2 separate regions of the Danio rerio genome follow, and region 2 is linked to region 1. A link is a contact called in public Micro-C data. All regions are on one chromosome and are shown on one strand. Each heading gives the region's core, a stretch centred on a gene start, on an enhancer-like site or on the middle of the called end of the contact. The rest is flanking DNA. Distances are from core to core; before and after follow the strand shown. Region 1 has its middle 38 kb from the start of sema6d. Region 2 holds the start of sema6d (semaphorin 6D).

Region 1 (3,234 bases), core at 447-2,946:
TGTTATTGGACATCAAAATAACATTGTCCTTAGAAGTACACTGTAAAAAATCTGTAGTTTTACAGTTTTTTACCGGCAGCTGGGGTGCCAAAACAAAAATGTAAAATACTGGTTGTTTAATTACAGAAATTTACCGTAAAATAACAAGTCATAAATTACAAAAATACCTAAAATTTAAATTTAAGGAGATTTCTATAATTTAACATTAGTTGTTCTACGATAAATGTCTGTTATTTGATTACAGAAATACATAAAATTACGTATTTTTGTTACAGTGTAGGCTAGACATTGAATTTTGGTCCCCGGACGTCATGGCCTAAATCTAACCTAATATTAATGTCTCATGATATTGTGTGCTTGCTGGGTTAAATATTAAATGGATGATTTAAATAACTTAAAAGACACATTGTGGTATGAACCAATTTACAGAAAACACAGACTTCACAAAATGTGGCCCGGGCCATTTAGGGTGCTCTCAAACCTGCCTTATTTAGTTCGGTTGAATCGCACTAGAGTTCGTTTTTACTCTTGGTGCTATTTGTTTGGGCGGGTGTGAGTGTAGCAATTATATTTCAGTGCGCATTAAAACCAGACCAAAAAATGTACTCAGACCTCCTTGAAGAGGTGGTCTCGGTACACTTTTAAATGAACACTGGCGCAGTTCGCTTGTTGTGAGAACATAATACGCACTACAACAGACCCAACCCCAAAAAGTACTGTGTCTTTTTGGACAAACCCAGTTGCCGTAGGCCGATGCGCTGTGCATTATGGAATGGAGAGAAACAATATTTGTTGACAGCGCTTTACCAACAATTTTAAGAGAGAGAGGGAAAAACATTACCTGATGAATTGTTGGTAATATTTCCTCAAGATGACCATGTCCCAGTTTAGCTAAAATAATTTAAGCCTCCTCCTGCAATGCACCTTCGCTATTTGCGATACATTAAAACATTGTTTTCCAGCCGCAGCTGCGCTTCATTCTCGAAATGCATAGTTTGTCTTAAGTGGTGTATACAAACTGCATAGAATACTATGAGCAGGGATAGTGTCAGTCAGCGCAGTCGTCCCTTCATAGTAAAAAGTGAGATTTTGTGTCAGCCGGTTTTTTTACTTGCAGGAGTTCCATTTTCCCACACGTTAATTCTGACTAATCAAAAAGCACTTTAGGAAATACGTTCAACAACATCTGGCCAATGAGGGATGTGGATTTTGTCAGATGACTGTATTTTGGTTCCTTTCACCTGGTTCGGACCAAAGCCATCAGTGTGGTGTGAAAAGGACCCAAAGACGACAGAAAAGGCTACTATGTTACCCTTAGTTTCACCTAAGTACCTTACTGCACCTTTGACTTTTGTTTAGCTTTTTTTATTATTTTCACAATCTACATTATGCCATAAATGTTGTCGATAAAGCTTAACTTGTATTAAACCTGGAATATTACTTTAAAATCTGGATTATGTCCAGTATGTTGATCCAAAACACAGTGCTGAAGGTCATTGCTGAGCATGGCATACACATACAGCTTTAATAGTTCTGTGGCAGCACTCTGTCTTTGTGATAACAGATAACCTATGATTTACCTCAAGGATCTGACAGCTTTACCCTGAGAAACAATGGCTCATGTATAGACCCGTCTGCAGGAGGCGTGCGGTAAGACAAGAGGGTGGAGTTTCTGTCTTTGCTGACTCCATCTGTTCAATGTTAAGACTGACACACTCGTATACAAGCAGACTGAACCAGAATGAGCAAAACAGCTTCATCACGCTGAATGTCAGTCTGTAAATGTATGAGTCACTCTTACTATAAATGTGGATTTGAGGTTAAAAACCAGGGAACTTCCCTCCAAAAAAATAAAAATAAAATGGATCAAACACTCCCACGCTTGAATCCTTTAATAACCTGAGAGAACCCGTTTTGTGGAAGATATGATATGTCCTAAATCCTTCCTCTTTTATTTTTGCTAAAGTGTTCTTTTTGAGTTTCTTTGCAATATCTGCTCCATCTCTGAAGCCAAGTTTGGATGTACTCCTGAACAGGTAATCAATAATAGGGACTGCAGTGGCGGGAGAAAGAGCGAGCGAAAGGGAGAGAGTTCTCAAAATATCACAGGAGCTCAAGAGAATATGTGGTATGTTTTTTTTTTTTTTTAACCAAAGACAAACCAAGCTAAAAGAAAAGATTAATTTTGTGTTTTGTTGACGGTAGACTCTTGACAAGCAGGAGCAAGTAAGAGTTGGCCCTCTAATGAACATGATTGGTTCAAATCCCAGACTGGTGATTCATGTAGAGGAAAATGACTGTACTCCTGTATCATCACTGGGTCATTGACCACAGGATTAGAGCAGGAAGTGAACTGTACAGGGCAGTATCCTGTAAGTAACGGTGGGTCAGATAGCATTTGATAAATGACTAAAAGCTGTATCAGCCATTGGACAATGATACATAGTGTGTGAACATCATATAAGATTTTGGAGGTTTGGTCTAAAAATTGCTCTGTGTTTTACACACTTTTTTATCTATCTGTCTGTCTATCCATCCATCCATCCATCCATCCATCCATCCATCCATCCATCCATCCATCATCTATCTATCTATCTATCTATCTATCTATCTATCTATCTATCTATCTATCTATCTATCTATCTATCTATCTATCTATCTATCTATCTATCTATCTATCTATCTATCTATCTATCTAACAAAAGTCTTGTCACAAATGGCGGTTCTAGTTCAAATGGCACCCTGGGCAAAACCAACCCCCCCCCCCCCCCCCCCCATCCCCAATTTACATTTTCAATTCTTATTCTTAATGAATAACAGAAATCAGTCCTAAATGTAACTGAAAAACAATGTAAAGACACAACTGGAGTCATATTTTAAGACTTTTGCCTGAATATTACTTATTACAGTTCTATAGAATACAAAAAAATAAATATGTTTTATAGAATTATCTGTTGTCTTAGACCCGACTCGTGGCTGGCCCTGGCCTGGTTGGAAGAGGTGTGCCAGAGTGCGGTTCACTTGGGCTTTGGCGCGGTACACTTGTAGTATGAGTGCAAAGTGCGCCTGAGCCCGAAATGGAAGACGAGACGCCCCTTTTAATGTTATGAAGTCTTAGCTACGTCCCTGACTCACTATTCCTCTTTTCTGCTTCATAGCCATGATTAGTCAAAGTAACATCATCATCATATGGTATAAACTTTAGTTTTGTCTTCTGCATGTCGACGCATATCA
Region 2 (3,234 bases), core at 267-2,766, 38 kb after region 1:
GCTCCGTTTTCGGCGCTCGAGAACTCCGGCGTAGTGTGGACGGATGGCGTAACCGTAGCAAAACTTATGCGTTTTCAAACTAAAACGCATTAGTGTAAACGGGGCCTGAGATTTCAATTATTAAAAGGAGCTCTGAAGGTGCAACCTTTGAACAATAAAAAGCCCTTTGGGAGATCTTAAAAGGTACAATGTTCACTTTTCAATTTATTTTATGCTCTCTATTTCTCTGTCATGACTTGCTGGTGAATTTATTAAACCCATCTAGGTCAGTGGAACAAATCCTCAAACTGTTACCTGTGCATCCAATTTCTGTCTGTCCATTTACCTGCAGGATGCATTAGCATTTTGAGCCGGACCACCACAGTTATACATGCATTTAATGTTCTAATCGTTATATCTACTCCAATTGCAGCAGAGAGAGAGCTACAGACTGCCGAGAGCAGAGATAATATTGACTTTTAAATGCTTGTGTGCATTTTCACAACATTTATGCACTTATAAGAACCGCAATACTAAATGCTGTTGACTGCAGTGTCTCTGCACAGCTGCCAAATCCTTTAACAATCTGCCACGTTCTTTGTGTTCACTATCAGCTTGGACTTGTTAATGTTCACACTCGTACACAATAAAGCGAACAGTGAATGTGTAACTAATTCACACAGCAGCTTGTGTTAATATTTAATTGATCAACAAACAACTCCAAAATGTATTAATACCACATATACCACAAGCTGGGGTTTTATCTGAGGAGACATGCATATGCCAACAATAAGCTGAGAAAACTTTGATCGCAGCTGCATTTGATGTGCAGCTTATAACCGAATGTTTTCAGTATGTGTCTTTCATTATTGAAAATGTCTCTGAAAGGTTGACGGTGAAAATGCATGGGAGCGCAGTGTCAAAAGAAATTCTGTTCGCTCCTTCCTTTTTTTGCCTCAAGCTGAAAGTCAAGATTTCCTTCCAAAGAGCAGTTCCAAGGAGTGTGGTTCGCTGTCCTCCCTTCCCAAAACAGTTCTGTGGAAAAGATTTAACAAGCAGCTTACTGCTGGGGGAAGGGATTGGGAAGAGAGGGGGGCCCCTCAGGGTCACCAAGATGTGAGGGCCTCTCACTTACACACACACTACAGACTCTGAATGTTTTATTGGTGTGTTAAAAAGTGTTTACATTGCAAAAGCATTAATAAATATTCTATACATATCTTCATATACATAAATATGTACACACATACAGACAATAAAGGTCTCGCACTTTGGCAGGAGAAAAAAAGAAAACAGCCGAGCAAGGGAAAGAAGCCAAAAACCACATCTACTAGCGCTGGAGTGGATAGAGGGAGCAGAGAGAAAAAAGAGAGGGAGAGGGATAGAGAGAGGGAACGGGGAGGGATCAGTTTCTAGGCTAGGCTGTGGTTGGCTCTGCTGATGGATGGACTCGGGATGGATCGAGTTACACCATTTGCCGTGCATTAGTTTGTTTTTCCCCGCTCAGAACGGACAGAGACACTTCAAGCTTGACTCAGAGTTGTTGCGATCCAAATCGCGTAAAGAAAATCACGGATTCAGATGAGGTGAGTTAATTTTGTAGATAAAATGTGACGTTGCGAGCGCGTGAGGTTGAGAAAATGGGGGAAACGAGAAGAAGCGACAGGGAAAAGATTTCCAAAACATCAGAAGTACTCTAGGTGCTGCGCAAAAATAGAACTGGAGCTATTTTTATTCACCCGTTTACACAAATACGGATTGTTTATAAGTGGAGAGGCGCACGCGCGTAAAGTTCTTCATTCTGAAGAGTAGATCTCTTGAGGTAATTACTTAGTTGGTTTTTATTTGGTTTGGGTTGTATTGGTTTGGTTTGGTGAATGACGGGGGGATGGTACTACAGGAGAGGGAGGGTCTTGGTGCTATTTGATCGGTGAGCTTTTGAAGATCACAAAGCTTTATCCCGAGGACGAGCTGGACGAGCCCTTCGGGCTCTGGGAATTGTTTTGCGTGCTTCGGATAAAACAAACACATGGGGATCTTCTGGTTTTATGGACCGAGCTGCACACATGCTGTCTATCTACACTGGATTTAATACCGTGAATCACTTTGGAATATAACCGGGGAGTGTTTTGTAGTCTACATTTGGAGAACATTCAGGTAGGATTTCTGCTTTCCCTTTTACACTTTGTTGTCACTTTGAGTTGACTATAATCTTGATTACAACTTTTTTCTTGTTTTATTTTGTTAGTTTTTTTTTTTTTTTTTTAATTAGACCAAACGTCTGGAGGAAAGTAGTATTGCTTTTAGCATTATTAATGAAAAAAGGCAGTGCATTACTGTCACATCCTGTTGATACAGAGGGTTATTTCTGGGAATTATATATTCCTTTTGTATTGTTGTTTTTTCCAAATTATTATAATAGAAACAAAAATATAAAGTAACAAAATAGGGCAGATATTACGCTGAGACTGAAAAAAATAAGAAAGAAAAAGGAAAATTCCCCGACTATTACAAATAGGCAATAAGCTTACAAAACATTTTAAATTTAAATAAAACAATTCATGATAGGCTACATATATTTAAAGAATATTGTACACCGCTTTCTATTTTAATAGTGTTATTGGAATGTTTTTGTTTAAATTGACAGCACATGTATGCTAGAACATTGTATCCATGAATGCCCCTCAAAATCGGTCCCAGTTAATTTCTGACATTGGATGAAACAGATGCACTTTAGACTCCCACTGTCCCGTAATGATGAGGGATCGAAGTTCGCATTATAATATACAAGGAAGATTTAGTGCCTTAAATTCATCTAACCTTTGCCTGGGAGTTATGTGATCTCATTCAAACTGATAACTTTTAAACAACAATATTTCTGCTGCCTGTATTATGGTCCAACGTGAAGGGAGGGAGTTGCGCTGCTGTTGTTGGAGCCCACGGTCATGCATTAACACAATCAATTTCCCAGCAGAAGCCATTACCGACCCAACACTCCTCTGTTGTCTTTATGCATTTACTGCAACTCAAGAGATTCGTCACAGCTCGGCTCCAGCGTGAACACTTTGATTCACATGCTCCTTCTGAGACGGATTTCGGGTCCGGTTCCGATCTGAGAGAGTATTGTTTGAAGATGTTTTTTTTCTGTTCTTCTTTACTGAATCCGTAACTGTTGAGTGACAGCCGTGATGCGCGTTCATAAACACATGTAGCAAATGAAGCGAAATAAATTAGGCGTTACGTTGAGTGGCAGCC

What was found. A called contact is a pair of places that touch in the nucleus more often than the background predicts.
Region 2: a contact with region 1 is called in a Micro-C map of caudal fin, with 2.0 times the contacts expected there. The contact joins the promoter of sema6d here to the enhancer-like site in region 1. A contact is called at or near these places in 2 of 18 Hi-C or Micro-C datasets (caudal fin and an unstated tissue) and 1 of 4 datasets of contacts at active chromatin or transcription factors (gastrula embryo).

The regions. Positions count from the first base shown.
Region 1 is chr18:43,246,860-43,250,093 of GRCz12tu, forward strand. It overlaps a transcript of sema6d not described here. Among named protein-coding and RNA genes, the nearest start is that of sema6d, 38 kb to the right of the region's middle. Within about 2 kb of position 1,697, at least 11 of the 62 cell types and tissues checked have an H3K27ac peak or open chromatin away from gene starts, as enhancers often do. A contact at or near this core is called in caudal fin, where this site is marked.
Region 2 is chr18:43,285,046-43,288,279 of GRCz12tu, forward strand. It overlaps sema6d (semaphorin 6D), which reads left to right and starts at 1,517. Exons shown (of 18, transcript NM_001017682.2): 1 at 1,517-1,565.